Linked DNA regions of Mus musculus: region 2 is linked to region 1. Evidence: chromatin contacts called from public promoter capture Hi-C data. All regions are on one chromosome and are shown on one strand. The core of a region is the stretch at or near the end of the contact, and the rest is flanking DNA. Distances in the headings are between cores, read along the strand shown. Region 1 holds the start of 4933440N22Rik. Region 2 holds the start of Lag3 (lymphocyte-activation gene 3).

Region 1 (7,055 bases), core at 3,057-5,556:
ACCCTGGTGCAGGGCTACTTGGATAATTCACGAGGTCCAGGGGAAGCCAGGCATGGTAGCACACATGTACAATCCCAGCACTCAGAAGGCAGGAAGATGTCTAGGCCAAGGCCTGCCTGGGTACACAGTCAAGATGCTATTTCAAAAAAAAGAGGCTGAAGGAGCAAGGGGAGCGCTGGGCACACATTTCCACTGCTGTTCCAGGGGTGGGGTGAGGGGATGGGGGTTAAGCAGGGTATAGCTTGAAGATTAGCCATCTGAGTAAATCCTGGAGGCTTTGTGGCTCTCTAGTTGTCTGGTCCTCAGCTCTCATCCAAGTCGGGATAGTATAGGAGCCCTGATCAGGGAGCTGGCTGGGGCTTCATGGAATTCATCAGTGGCAACAAGAGGAGCAGACTGGCATCTAGCTAGGGCATAAAAACTGGGTCAAGGCGACATGCAGCCATGCTCAAACTATGAAATCTATAACAGGGAGCAGTATTCTGGAGAAATTTATGTAAACAGAGAACAATTTTGTTAGCTTTCTGATCCTGAAATTTTATTACCTATTGTGATGTGTCTATCGTGTGTGTGTGTGTGTGTGTGTGTGTGTGTGTGTGTGTGTACAGGAAGCTAACTTTGGGGGGTTGGTTTTCTCCTTCCACCTTTTGGAGGCAGGGTCCCTCGTTTTTGGCATGATGCATGGTCCAGGCCACTGACCTTCCAGGCCAATCTTCTTCACTTCCCATCTTGACTCAGCATATAAATGTGAATTACCACGTCTGGCTTTTTTAAAATGTGGATTCTGGGGATGAAACGCCACCAGTCACCAGAGTTGTGTGGTGAATGCCTTTACCCCCTGAACTATATGAATAACCTGGACCTAAAACTGTGACCTCCCTTGCCCTCATTTACCCTGCTATGTTCAAACTTTGCTTTTTATTTTACATTCATTTATTTGTTATGCTTTTTTTATTTTTATTTTTTAGTTTTTCGAGACAGGGTTTCTCTGTAGCCCCGGCTGTCCTGGAACTCACTCTGTAGACCAGGCTGGCCTCGAACTCAGAAATCTGCCTGCCTCTGCCTCTCCAGTGCTAGGATGAAAGGTCACTTCAGTTCTTTATTTTTGAGACTGTAAAAGAGCTTTGTAGCACTGTCTGGCCTGGAACGATCACTGTAGACTAGACTGGCCTAGAATTTACAAAGATCTGCCTGCTTCTGCCTCAGGAGTGCTGCGATTAAAGTATTGTGCCACTCTATCTGCTGAATCTGAAAACTTTAAATTTAAAGTGTCAATTTAAATGTAAGGGAACAGGACAGATTGTAACTCTTTTCCTTGACAATTCCTCTCTGCATTTTATTTTTCTAAAATAATAATAATAATAGTAATAATAATAATACCAGTTGTGGCTGGGCACACCTTTAATCTCTCACTTTATGCCTCAGGAGGCAGGGGCCGGTGGATCTCTGAATTGGAGCCATAGTGAGTTCCAGGACAGCCAGCTTTACAACAGAGATACCATGTCTTAGGGTGGGGGTGTGGGGAACCAAAAGAAACAATACAAAACAAAACAAGAGTTGGAAGCCAGCCTGGGTTGCAGTCAGACAGAGGGAGCTCAAAAGTGAAACCTCTGGCTGTAAAAATCTGGGAACTTCAATTTGACCCCTGGAACTCACCTAAGGGAAATGAAAATACTTGTGAAAAGTTGCTCTCTGGCTTCTTCAAGGTTAGAAGTCACTTGCACCTTTCTCTGGCAATAGTAAGGAACTTTAAAAATAAATAAAACCACCCAAGGAGCAGGGTGAGAGGTCTCAGCAGAACTTGCTGCACAGGCCTTTCAACCTTGAGTTTGATCAGGACCCCACATGGTGGAAGGAGAGAACACTCAGGATTGTCCTCTGACTTCAGTTGAAAGTGTGGTGATAACTCGCACGAACTTAACAATTTTAATGCCCCACTCCCTGGGCAAACAAACAAACAAACATCAGAGGTGGGGGATGTAATTTGCCAACTACAAGGCTCTGGGTTTAGTGCTCACGAATACTTATCTAACTTTTGTAGCATCTGTTTTCTATCATTTGACTTCTATTTTTCTTCTTGGACAGGTTTTCCTCTCAAAGTTTTCTTTCCTTTTTCTGGAGTTAGTCTGGTGTGTTGTTTTATAAACGTTTCCTTCATCACTGTAGTTCACTTATAACCAGAGATTATTCTGAACGGCCTTGTAATTTCTCCAGTGTTTATATAGACAGCAGCTCGCGACCATGCATTGTAGCCTCGGCCGCCTCCATGCAGAAATGGAGTTCGTAGGAACCAGCTCGTGTTCCTACGCCCGCCTAGGCGGCTCTGGAAGCTTCAAAAATAATCTTCACTTTAGCTTGTATCTCGACATCTCGCAGAGAATCCTCCCAAATTATTACACATCAAGAAAATCTGTCCCAGCGTTCACATAGTGCTGAGAGTTAGAAACTTCAGACAAATCCCTCCGGACTGCCTGAGATGCCCTTAGGCGGTCTTTCTTTTACATAAGACACCATTCTAGTTTTCCGCACGCATGCGGTCATTGATTCCTTTGGGATCACTTTTCGGGATGCGGAGACACGCGTGCAGAATTCAGCGTCCACCGACTCACCAGCCCACAGGTCTCTTTATGGACAACCCCCTCCACCTTGCTGTCTCCCCCCCCCCCCTCGTTTGCCCGCCCCCTCCCCCTGCTACCCCCCCCCCGCAATGTTTGCGCCTGCGCCGTCACTGTCCTCTCCGGGACTCAGAGGCGGGTCCACAGCTCTCTAGTCCCGCCCCTCTCCCTCCCCCGGCCAATCCTAGGCTCCGTTCTGGGCTCGTCAGAATGGCGCCGCGGCTGCCCTGTGCCCGGATGTCCGCTGCCTGAGGCTCCGCCCCATCACCGTCTTGCATCCTTCCGGCTCCGTCGTGGAAGGAGGACTGCGCCTCGTCTTCCTGAAGGTGGGGTTCGGGGAAGGCCAGCCCGCGGTCACGCCGGCTGTGGGAAGGGAAAGTGGGCTCCCCGGGCTACTGTTTCCGGGTGCTCGGGGCGTGGGCCGAGCGGGGAGCGGACCGGGGATCAGGAGGGCTTCCGGAGGCGCCGCTGGCGCTCGGCAGGCGGGAGTTGAGGAGCAGGCCGGCCGCGCGGTTGACTCGCCCCGCTGAGGCCGTCCCGCGAGCGCGCCTGTGGGGGTTTCCATGGTGACAGTAAACAAGCCTCAACTGCCTCAGCTACAACTGCCAAGTCCCCGGGGTTCCACCCTCCTCTAGGTGCTCTGAGGGCCGGCGAGGTCCGGATGTGAGTGGGAGCGTGGAGCCGAGAAGCCGGAGGTGAGGGCCGCCGGCGGGGTGTGCTGGCGCCTGGGCCCGGCGGGCGTTGGATGGCGGGCGTGGGATCCGGACTCGGAAGGAACGGGGCCGAGGTGGCCGCCGCACAGCCATAGCCGTGCGGAGGCTGCCCACGGAGCTGGGGACCGCGTGGCCGGGGTTTGGGGTCGGGAGCCGAAGTTCAGCGCATTTTCGACGGGGATTGGGCCGCGTGGCCGAGGTGTGCGGTCGGGGGAGCGGGGACTGAGGGCTGGAGTCCGGTCGGTAGGGCCGGGCCTCTGGGCTGAGGTGTGCGGAGGGCCTGGGAGACCGCAGCCGCGGCCCACGCCCGCCCGGAGAAAGCGCGGCTTTCCTCAGAGCCGCCCCCCCACCCCGCCCGCAGGCGCGGCTTCCTCGGCGGGATATTGGGGGGGGGGGTGAGGGTGGAGCGCTTCTCACCCACCGCGGCTTACGCTCTGTCAGCGGCCCCCCGGCAGGCCCGGGCGGTGGTTGTAGTTTGGAGAAAGACGAGCGGGCGCTCACGTGGCCCGAGGCGCCCGGAGTTTCACAAGACTGGGCGGGACGGCTCCGCCCACCGCCCACGCCCGGCCCGAGCGAAGCCGAGCGCCTCGCTTCCTCCTCGTGGCGGCCCGGGAGCTAGGAGCACCGGTCTGCGCCGGTCCCGTCCCCCAGAGGTATCGTGTTAGCGTGTGGGGTGCGGAGTCTTTGCCTAGGTGGGTTAGTCGGCCTTAGCCGCAGTTACGAGCACTTTTGTGCTGTGTTTGTGGAGCCTCACGTGTCTGGGAAAAGTTGAGGTGGGCCCGCTCGGCCTTCCCTCGGCGCGTGCTCTCCGGAGCCTTCCCGACCCGGCGGGATCGGAGAGGCAGCCCCATGTGCCCTAAGACTCCCACCCAGCGACCTTTTCTGCCCCTGCCAGTCCGGGAACAAACAAATGGGCCTCTTTCCTACCTGCAAGTCGGGCTGCGGAGTAAGCGGGCGAGCGAGCGCGGGTGGCCGCCATGTGGCTGTGCGGGATCGGTCTCCTGAACCTGGGCAGTTTTGTTTACGGAACTTTTGGGCTTATTTTAGTCGGTTTCCTTTAATGTTTATTTGTGCGTGGAGGTGAGGGGATAAGGTGAAGAAATGGATTTTTCCAGCACTGGGTCCTTGGGATTGAATTGAGGGTCCCTGTCACAATGATCTATCGCTCTGTCCAGGGGGTGGTTTAAATATTTAATTCTTCTAGTTGAACAAGACAGACGATATCTGGAAATAGTTAATACTTAAGTCTTTCTTCCCTTCGTGCTGCGGAGTGGAGGTCAAAACGTGGTTCAGTTCTTCCATCTGTGTATTCAGACTGAGCGCAGGTAGCTAAGGTCTGGCAAAAAGTGCGTTAGCCCATTGAACAATGTCGAAGTACTTTTGAGTACGCCGGGTGGCTATGCATGCTTTTGCGCTCAGCGCTCGGAGGTAGATCTCAGTTGAGAACAGTCTTACAGACCAAATCCTGACTTAAATTTTGAACTTTCTGCTTTTCTTATCTCCCTCGTGTTGCCATTAGTCTTACCAGCCTTTTTTTTTTTTTTTAAGTTACAAATCATTATGTAGCCACAGAGGATGACCTTGAATTCCAGATCACTCAGCTCCACCTCTAGATTGGAGTACTAACTCGACCACACCCCATTAGTAGTTACTGGGCATGGCAGGCTTTAGGCACGCTTTGTCAGCCCCATTCTGTCTGTATTATGCCCGTTTTTGTAGTAATTTTTAAAAAAGATTCATGGTTTGATTTGAAGGAAGGCCTGGGCACACTGGATCTAAAAGTAAATGCAAAAGTGATTACTTGTTTCTTGAGGTAGGGTCTAACTATTATATTACGCCTTGGCGCAAAATTACTGTATATTTAGATAAGGCTGGCTTCAAACTCAAGCAACACACCTACTTTTGCTTCCATAGTGCTGTGAATTGCTGGCATTAAAGGCATGTATCACGAAGCACAGCTAATACAAGGGGGTGTGTGTGTGTGTAACAGCTTTCTTTTGTTTTTCGAGACACGGTTTCTCTGTATAGCCCTGGCTGTGGCTGTCCTGGAACTCACTTTCTAGATCAGGCTGGCCTGGAAGTCAGAAATCCGCCCACCTCTGCCTCCCAATTGCTGGGATTAAAGGTGTACACTACCACGCCTGGCTGTATTTTGTACTTTTGAGATGTTTGGTTTTGTTTGGGGGGGGGGTTATTTTGTTCTTTTTGGATTTTCAAGACAGGGTTCTCTTTGTAGCCCTGGCTGTCCTGGAACTCTGAAATGTTTGTTTTATATGTGATTATATTTAAGACTTTAGTAAATGCCGAAATAAAACTACTGACCATTTGCTTACCAAAAAAATTTCAGTTCTCTGTGTAACCCACAAGTGAATGGTTGTGGGCAGATGATACCAGTAACATGGAGAGGTCAGAGAACAGCTTTTGGCCCACTTTGCTACTGTGTCTTCTGGGATAAAACTGGGGTCACCAGGATTTCAGCAGGTGCCTATCATCCCTTTCTCTTAAAAATTTTATTTATTTTGCTTTTGAGACAGGGTCTCTATGTTGTAGCTCTGGCTGACCTGTGGCTAGTTCTTTAGATCCGGCTGGCTTTAAACTCAGAACCTTCTGCTATTTCTTGAGTGCTGGGACTAAAGGGTGTATACCACTACTCCTAGGGTCTAAATTTTTTCCCCTCTGATGTTCTGAAACGGGGTTTGTCTGTGTAGCCTTGGCTGTCTTAGAACTCACTCTGTAGACCAGGTTGTCCCTGAATTTAGAGATTGGGCTGCCCCTGACTCCCAAGTGATGGGATTAAAGGTGAATACAACAATTTAGCTCCTTCTCAATTTCAAAAAGTGGAGTATGCTTGCTTTAGTCTTCCTTCCACTGCTAAGATTGAGTGCAGGAGTGCCACATGTAAAGTCACTGTGTCCATGTACCCAGAGAGATGCCTGTGTAGCCCAGGTTTGAACTCCTGCTGGTCAGGTGCTGGGATTCCAATGTAAGATTACCATTACAGTCTGGGTGTTCTGATTATCAGATTATTTCTATTTGAGTTAGTGGAGGCCTATAGACTTAATGTCTAGTTTGTTTGTTTGTTTGTTTGTTTGTTTTAAATTCTGTTTTTGGAGACAGGGTTTCTCTGTAGCTCTGGCTGTCCTGGAACTCACTCTGTAGACCAGGCTGGCCTCGAACTCAGAAATCCGCCTGCCTCTGCCTCCCACGTGCTGGGATTAAAGGCATGCGCCACCATTGCCCGACTAGTTCTTAATATGCCATCAACTTCACATTTCATTTGTTAGCATATTGTTTGCAAGGTCCTATCTTGAGTGAGGGGCCAACATAGCGTTTCTTACAAAACATTTAGATCTTGCTTTGTTTCCATTAATATATATGTAATGGTTAATTTTTTTTCTTTTCTTTTTCTTTTCTTTTCTTTTCTTTTCTTTTCTTTTCTTTTCTTTTCTTTCCTTTCCTTTCCTTTCCTTTCCTTTCCTTTCCTTTTTCTTTCCTTTCCTTTTCTTTTCTTTTCTTTTCTTTTTTTTTAAGACGTGGCTTTACCATGTAGCCCTGGCTTGCTAGAACATCAGATTCTCATCTGTGGTTGCCTCCTGAGTTGGTAGGTTTAGAGTAATGGTTAAAATTTTGAGATATTATTGCTCCCACTTAGTCAAGGTGTTAACTGCTTTGTATGTTGATGATTTGAAGCAGAAGCAAAAGGATAGGTGCAAGTTCTGGGCTAGCC
Region 2 (7,055 bases), core at 2,488-4,987, 7.0 Mb after region 1:
TTTCAGTTTTGTTTTTTGTTTTGTTTTATCACAGGGGTGAAAAAAAAAAAACAGCTCATAATTTGACAGGCACAGTAGTACATGTCTCTAGTCCCAGCACTTGGGCCTTGTAAGCAGCAGAATCAGGAGTTCAAGGCCATCCTAAGCTAAAGGAGAAAAGGTGCTTTCTGTGCAAACCCTAGAACCCAGAGAAAGGTGGGTAGAGAGAACTAACTCCACAGAGTTGTCCAGTGACCTCAAATACATGCTGAGGAACATATACTGGTCATGCGCGCGCGCACACACACACGCACACACGCACAGGCACACGCACACGCACGAATGCACACACCCCTCTCTGACAGCCAACACTCCCACCCTGTTCTTTCTCCCTGAGATGGAAACTATTCCATTCCCACCTGTGGCTGACCTGTGATGACCGCCAACGTGACAGTGGCATTGAGCTGCTGTCCCTGCAGATGGATGCTACAGGTGTAGGTCCCAGCCTGTGCCAGACCCACAGCCTCAAGGTGAAGGGTAAAATTGCCACTCTTTCCAGCCACGGGGAGCTCAGGACCTCCTCCAGGAGGAGTCCACTTGGCAATGAGCAAAGAAGGGGTCCCCACTCCTGGGGGCAAATGACAGGGCAGCTCCACCCTAGAACCTTCAGCAGCGTACACTGTCAGAGGGGCTACGGGCTCCAGACCTGGAGAGAAGAAGGAAAAGCCAAGCCGTTACCAAGGGTAAGCAGTGGGCCAGAGGGTGGAGACATCAAGGAAGTAAGGCAGAAGGGGGAAGGAGGCATTTGGCTGTAACACAGAAAGAAACAGAGCAAAGCAGAGAAACTAGGGAAACTGAGGCAGCAAGAGACCAAAGGCTCAGGAGGCTGAACAGCCAAGGGATAAACAGTGAGAGATGGCAGATTAGAACACTGGCTGTCCTTCCAGAGGAGCTGGGTTCAATTCCCAGCACCCATATGGTATCTCATGACTGTCTGTAGGTCAAGTTCCAGGGAATCCAATACCCTGACACAGACATCTATGCAGGCAAAACACCAACGCACGCTAAAATGAAAATAAATAAATAAACACACAAATAAATAAATAAAAGTAAGAGAGACAGCAGCTAAAAGATGCCCAGAGAGAAAATGGTTTGGACACTGAAACAAAGTGATGTGGAGTGAGACCACACGCAGCTGAGAAAGTTTTGGGGGTCCATGCATGAGTCAGGAGAGGTGGTGAGCAGGAAGGTTGTGGTCAAGGCTGCTTAGAAGAGTTACCCAGAACCTTGAGGTTGTACGTGATGGAGACATTGAAGCCATCTCTGTAGGTGAGGACACAGCCCCAGGTCCCAGAGTCCAGGGGGCTGACTTGGGGCAGTAACAGGAAAGTTTCAGCTAAAAAATGACGCGGTGAGTTGTAGACAGGCACTCGGTTCTGGCCCTGGAACCAGTGCACAGAGACTGGGCGGTCAGGACGGCTGAAGGAGCAGTTCAAAAGGACCCAATCAGACAGCTTGAGGACTCCTGAGGGACTAGCAATCACTGTGCAAAAGTTAAAAAAAAAAAAAAAAAAATCAGTCCAATAGATGGAAATGCTTTCTCAACGCAGCCGGCCAAACCAAGCTGAAAAACTCATAGAAATGGGGCATTGCTTTCAGATTCTCCACACACCCGCTCATTCCAAGTCAGTTCTTGAAACCTGGGGATGTTTATGGGTGGATCTCCAAGAGACCCGGGACTCTTTTCCACGGCCTCCTGCCTCTACTTTACTTGGCTTTGGGCAGACCTGGCCTAAGGACGAGCTACAGATATCTTAGATGAATCACTCTAGCCCCCCAAAGAAGAGGTGCTTCCCCATCTCTACCTCTACAAGGGATGGCACTCCCGCAGTAGGTGGGGGAAAGGGAGTTGGAAGGGGGTGGGGTGATACAATTTCTCCATAGCCCCCTCATCCCCGCCTAAAGGCGAGCGTTTCAGGGGGCACTTTCCAACCTGCCTTTCCATCCTGCCATCAGGGGGCCATCCCTTCTTCTACACTTCTGGAGGTCCTCAGACAGGGTCTAAATCACAACCCCTAGCCATTGCTCTCCCTGCCCCGGGGGAAGCAGGGATCTGCTTCCCAGGCCCTCTCTCTCCCTTTGTCCGGCCCCACCTACTCGAGGCCTGGCCGACGCGCAGGCGGAGACTGCAGGAGAGGGCGCGGTTCGGGAGGCGCACGGTGGCGTGGTACTCGCCCGCATCGGTGCGCAGAGCTGGGCGCAACCACAGAGAGAAGTCCCCGCGCTGGAGGCCGCGCTCCTCCAGCTGCACGTGGGGATGCAGGGGCTGCCTCCCGCTGCGCAGGCCTCCTGGAGCCACGCTCAGCACCGTGTAGCGACCGGGTGCGGGTTGTCTAGGCGAGGGCATCCCCTGGTGAAGGTCAAGGGCCGGGATGGGAGTGGGTTGGCCACTGGTTGGGGAGAGAGAATAGGATTGAGAAATTTGATAAGGCCACGAAGAAGATGCACTCAAGCATGCTTTGAGGATAAAGTTAACCTGCCTAAGAGACCTCTTGACCGTCAGCAGCCTCCCCTCTCCCCCATAACTACCCCTGTCCCCACTTCCGTTGGTCTTCAGCACTATCTGCTACTGGAGAGGTGGGGCACTACAGGATGCCGGTGTGTGGGGAGCAATCCACAGGAAGGCTGTGTGGTTTTAGAGGACACTGAGCTACTGGCTTTAGAGGGGCTCACAAAGAGGACAAAACTGGCTTGGACAGGGTTTTATCCATTAGGACAGGATTGGGAGGTTCTGTTGTTCAACTTTGGAGTTCATACCTGTCTGGTTGATGTTGCCAGATAACCCCTCCTCTTCGTAGAAAGTTAGGATCCAGGTTGGGGGATTTGAGGCTGCAGGGAAGATGGACGGGAGCTCCCTCCTGGGCCCACACCACGGGGAGCTCTTTCCCAGGCCCTGAAGACACAACTAGTGGAACAAAAGAGAGGCCAAGGGCATTGAGCCAAGAGATTGGAGAATAGAGAAATGCCCTGGCTTTCCTAAGAAAGAAACATCATGCCTCCCTGTTGAAGGGAGGCTGAGGCAGCTTTGGGATCTGCCCTTATACAAAGTGATGGTGCACGCCTCTAATCCCAGCACTGGGGAGGCAGAGGCAAGTGGATCACTATAAATTCAAGGCCAGCCTGGTCATCAGAGCCAGTCCCAGGACAGCCAGGGCAACACAAAGAAACCCTGTCTCAAAACACACACACACACACACACACACACCCCTCCCCTCAACAAAAGCATTGGAATATCACCACAGCTAAAGAGACAGCCATAGAGGTCCCTGCTGGACTCTCCACCTTACCTGGAGCTTCCCAAAGCAGTCCCAGAAGCAAAAAGCCAAGGAGCAGGTCCTCCCTCATCTCCTCTATGGCCCGGGCCTCCCCAGCCCTCCAAGGGAGGTTAGAAAAAGGTCCTGGGAGGAGAGAGAGACAGACAGACAGACAGACACACACACACACACAGAGAGAGAGAGAGAGAGAGAGAGAGAGAGAGAGAGAGAGAGAGAGAAGTTCTACAAGGAGGAGGTGAGGCGGAGGGAAAGAATGTAGGGTGAAGAGGACGCCCCAGGAGTGGGGACTGGAGACAGCAGGATGGATAATGATCAGAGGCCCGGGCTGGGACCCAGAGCAGAGTGCAGGCAAACCCACTGCAGCTAGCTAGAACTTGAGCTGCTCCTCCAGACCCAGTCCTTCTGCTTCTCCTCCCCACTGCCCGCCCCCCCAGACCAAGGCGCGGGGTTTCGCTTCGCAGTGGAAAGTGTGAGGGGGCTGATTCCCAGCAGCCGAGCCCTCCTCTCGGTGGTGGCACTCCCCTTGTTTACTTCCTCAGACTCGGGTCTCCCTACCGCCCCCTCTTCACCTCTTCCCCCTCTGTCTCCTCTCTCTCTCTCTCTCTCTCTCTCTCTCTCTCTCTCTCTCTCTCTCTCTGCCAAGCATTTCTGCCTAGAACTACAGCTGTATCTTTAAGCTTCCTCTACTGTCCCCACAGTTTCTTCTTGACTTGCTCTTTCCCATTAACACTGAAAAAAAAAAAAAAAAAAGCCACTGTCCTACAGTCTGCCTGCCTAGCCTTTCAGCATCTCTTGGACAGGTACTCAAGAAGTGTCACCATACCACAAGTTACCAGATCTGGGTAAGGGCTCAGTGGAAAAGTATAGTAGCCACACGGTGTTAACCTTCATTCTATGCTACATATAACTGTATTATACATTTTCCGTAAAGCAACTTGTGAAACTTGATGCGCGCCCCTTTTTGTACAGATTTCGGGACTTGAGGCTCACAGGCATTAAATAACTTGCCAACATTAGGAAGCATGAAGGCAAAAGCTGTCTAGTCCTTAACCCTACTTGCATTATGGGATGGCCTTTCATCTTCTAGGAAGATGACACTGAGAAACTTGGTTTTATGTGTGTGTGTGGGGGGGGGGGGGAGTTCGAGACAGGGTTTCTCTGTGTATTCCGGCTGTCTTGAAACTCACTTTGTAGACCAGGCTGGCCTTGAACTCAGAAATGCGCCTGCCTCTGCCTCCTGAGTGCTGGGATTAAAGGCATGCACCACCTACCACATTCGGCTGGGAAACTTGTTTTAGATGTCTACTTTTATTTATGTGTCTGTATACATAAATTCCCCACCCTGTGTGAATGCTCAGAGGCCTGAAGAGGGTGTCAGATTCCTTGGAACTGGAGTTACAGGTGTTTTGGGAGCCGCCCCATCTGGATGCTCGACATCAAACCTAGGTCTTCTTGAAAGGCAACAAGCACTCATAACTGCAGAACGGCCTTTCCAGCCCTGACAATAGGATGTTTTCCTGTCTTCAAAACCTCCCTCCTCCCCAAGATTCTGTACTTTAAGAAAAAAATGAAGGCAAGGGTCTATGGAGATGGAATAATGCAGGAATCTTATAGCAAGGAAAACTCAAGAGAGACCAAGGTGTCAGCAACAGTGGCATGTGTAAGTCAAGATTTTGGAAGGTGGGGTGAATTGAAGCTGGCTTGCTTGGGCCCATGAGTTCAGGGTCATCCCTGGCTACAAAGTAGATGCTATGCCAACAAAATGAAACTTAAAATAAAAAGGGAAAAAGACCTTTAATCCCAGTACTTACTAGGCAGAGGCAGGTGGCTTTATGTGAATTTCAGACCAGCCAGGGCTGCGTAGTAAGACTATAAAACAAGAGGAACTGAGGCAGGCTAGAGGAACCCAACAACCTTTGCTCCCCAGCTCAGCTGAGCTGAGAAAATGAAGACGATGACAAGGAGACAGGCCTGATAACTAACTCTGGAGTCTTTTGCCGCCCATGTATGAGAACTCTGCTTCCCACGAGTCAAAAATGTGTCCATGCTTGGGAGTTCTCTTTCCAAACTCTAGGTTGAGACATGGGCCTAACAGCCTCTTCCACCTTGGGGGCAGGACTTCCTGTTTCTATCTGCCTGGTTCAGCACAATGGAGCTGGAAGCTTTCCACTGGGCTCAGCAGAGTCTAGATCTTACGTGAGTTAACATGATATAGTGTGCACTGCTGAGGAGAAACCTCCCCAGGAGCCCAAAAACAGGACGTATGTCAGCCCCCAGAGGAAGACCTTGAGCTCCCACTCCGAGGACTGGCCATGTCTCTTATAATCTGGGTATGAGGTCAGCCACGCCCTCTACACCCTTTCATGCACTGACCGGACTGCGGGAAAGCAGGAGACGGGTTAAAAACAGAAGCGCGACCGTTTCTTTATTAAATTATACAAAAAGGGGAGGGGGCAGCTTCGGGGCTTGGCCCCAACCCCAGCCCCACCCCGGCCTGGCGCTGTCTGAGAGGAGGGAATCTGAGGGAGACCCAGGGGTCAGGCAGGAGAAAGAAGGGCAGGCTGAGAGGCTCGGGGTGTAGAGGGCAAGGAGAGGCTTCGCAGGGACCGGAACATATGGGATGGTGAGGGAAGGCAGGAAAGAAGAACAAGAATGCTAGGGCAAGTGAGGGCTGGCTGGGGAGCTCAGATGAGGCGGGTCAGGAGCTGGACCGGTGGCAGTGAGGGTGAAGGAGCAGTGTCTGGAGAGATGGAAATGAGAGGCTGGGTCAAAGGACAAGGGTCACAGCTCTGGGGCAGGGCCAGAGCAGGGAGCCAGGAGAAAGGGGGCTGGATTTGTGTGTTCCCGCCCCACCTCCAGGACCTGAGGGGCCTCCCATCCCCAAGCCCACGGGCAGGGGTTCATGCCGACGCCCCGTTTTCTGTCTTCTGCCTCTTGGGGTCTGCTTCATCCTGTGGAGAGGATAAGAGTTGAAGTAGCTGTACAAAGGAGACTTCCCCGTTCCTGCTGGCCCTGCTCTGGCCCCTGCCTATCCATGCTACCCACAAGGACCTGGGTCCAAATCCAAAGGCCACCCAGCCCTTGATATATTCCTGACAGCCCCTCAGGCTCCAACCCAGCTCAAACCTCCTCTTCAGCAGTTCTCTTCCGCACGGGGCCTTCATCCTCCTCCTCTTCTTCCTCATCTGAGGAGCCAGAAACAAGTCACTGGGGAAGGTTGGGAGGCTCTGGGCACGCGCGCGCGTACACCCACACCCACCCCTTTCTATCCCAGTGTCCAGTCTTCAACTGCTCCCTGGCTCTGCTCTTTTGTGTCTCAACTTTGCAGCCCAGCCTTCCCTACCCATCCCTACCTTCTTCATCCCCTTCATCATCATCCTCTCCATCCTCTGCAGTTTCTTCTTCCTCTTCCTCAGCTCCATTCTCCTCCTCCTATGGGGACCAAGACAAGGGGTGATGGATGTCAAGCCAGCTGTGCTGCCACTCACTGGGTGGTAAAGGGGCCTAGGAGTCTCAGGGTAGGGAAGGAATGAGAAGAGGTCGAGAGAATGGCAGGACCCCAGCACCCCCAGAAGGTAGGGGGGCAGGAAGGATGTTTGGGCAAGCGCAGTCATCTTCCCCCTGCTGCCTTCACACCTCCACTACTTCTTTCTTCCGTTCTTTCCGGCCGGCCTTCTCCTCCACCTTGTCCTTCTTTTCTTTCAGGTCCTGCAAGACAGAAGGTCACCTTTCTCTCAGCAA

What was found. Promoter capture Hi-C pulls out the DNA fragments that hold promoters and counts their contacts.
Region 2: a contact with region 1 is called in a promoter capture Hi-C map of cranial neural crest. The contact joins the promoter of Lag3 here to the promoter of 4933440N22Rik in region 1.

The regions. Positions count from the first base shown.
Region 1 is chr6:117,903,899-117,910,953 of GRCm38.p6, forward strand. 4933440N22Rik reads right to left here and starts at 4,307. Exons shown (of 2, transcript XM_017321877.1): 1 at 4,206-4,307; 2 at 1,908-3,943. The coding sequence starts at 4,307. The coding sequence ends at 3,212. Hnrnpf (heterogeneous nuclear ribonucleoprotein F) reads left to right here and starts at 2,884. Exons shown (of 4, transcript NM_133834.2): 1 at 2,884-2,941.
Region 2 is chr6:124,907,968-124,915,022 of GRCm38.p6, forward strand. Lag3 (lymphocyte-activation gene 3) reads right to left here and starts at 3,738. Exons shown (of 8, transcript NM_008479.2): 1 at 3,327-3,738; 2 at 2,797-2,944; 3 at 2,137-2,429; 4 at 1,259-1,522; 5 at 410-685. The coding sequence starts at 3,384. It overlaps Ptms (parathymosin), which reads right to left. Exons shown (of 5, transcript NM_026988.2): 2 at 6,951-7,022; 3 at 6,668-6,746; 4 at 6,441-6,499; 5 at 5,708-6,265. The coding sequence ends at 6,215.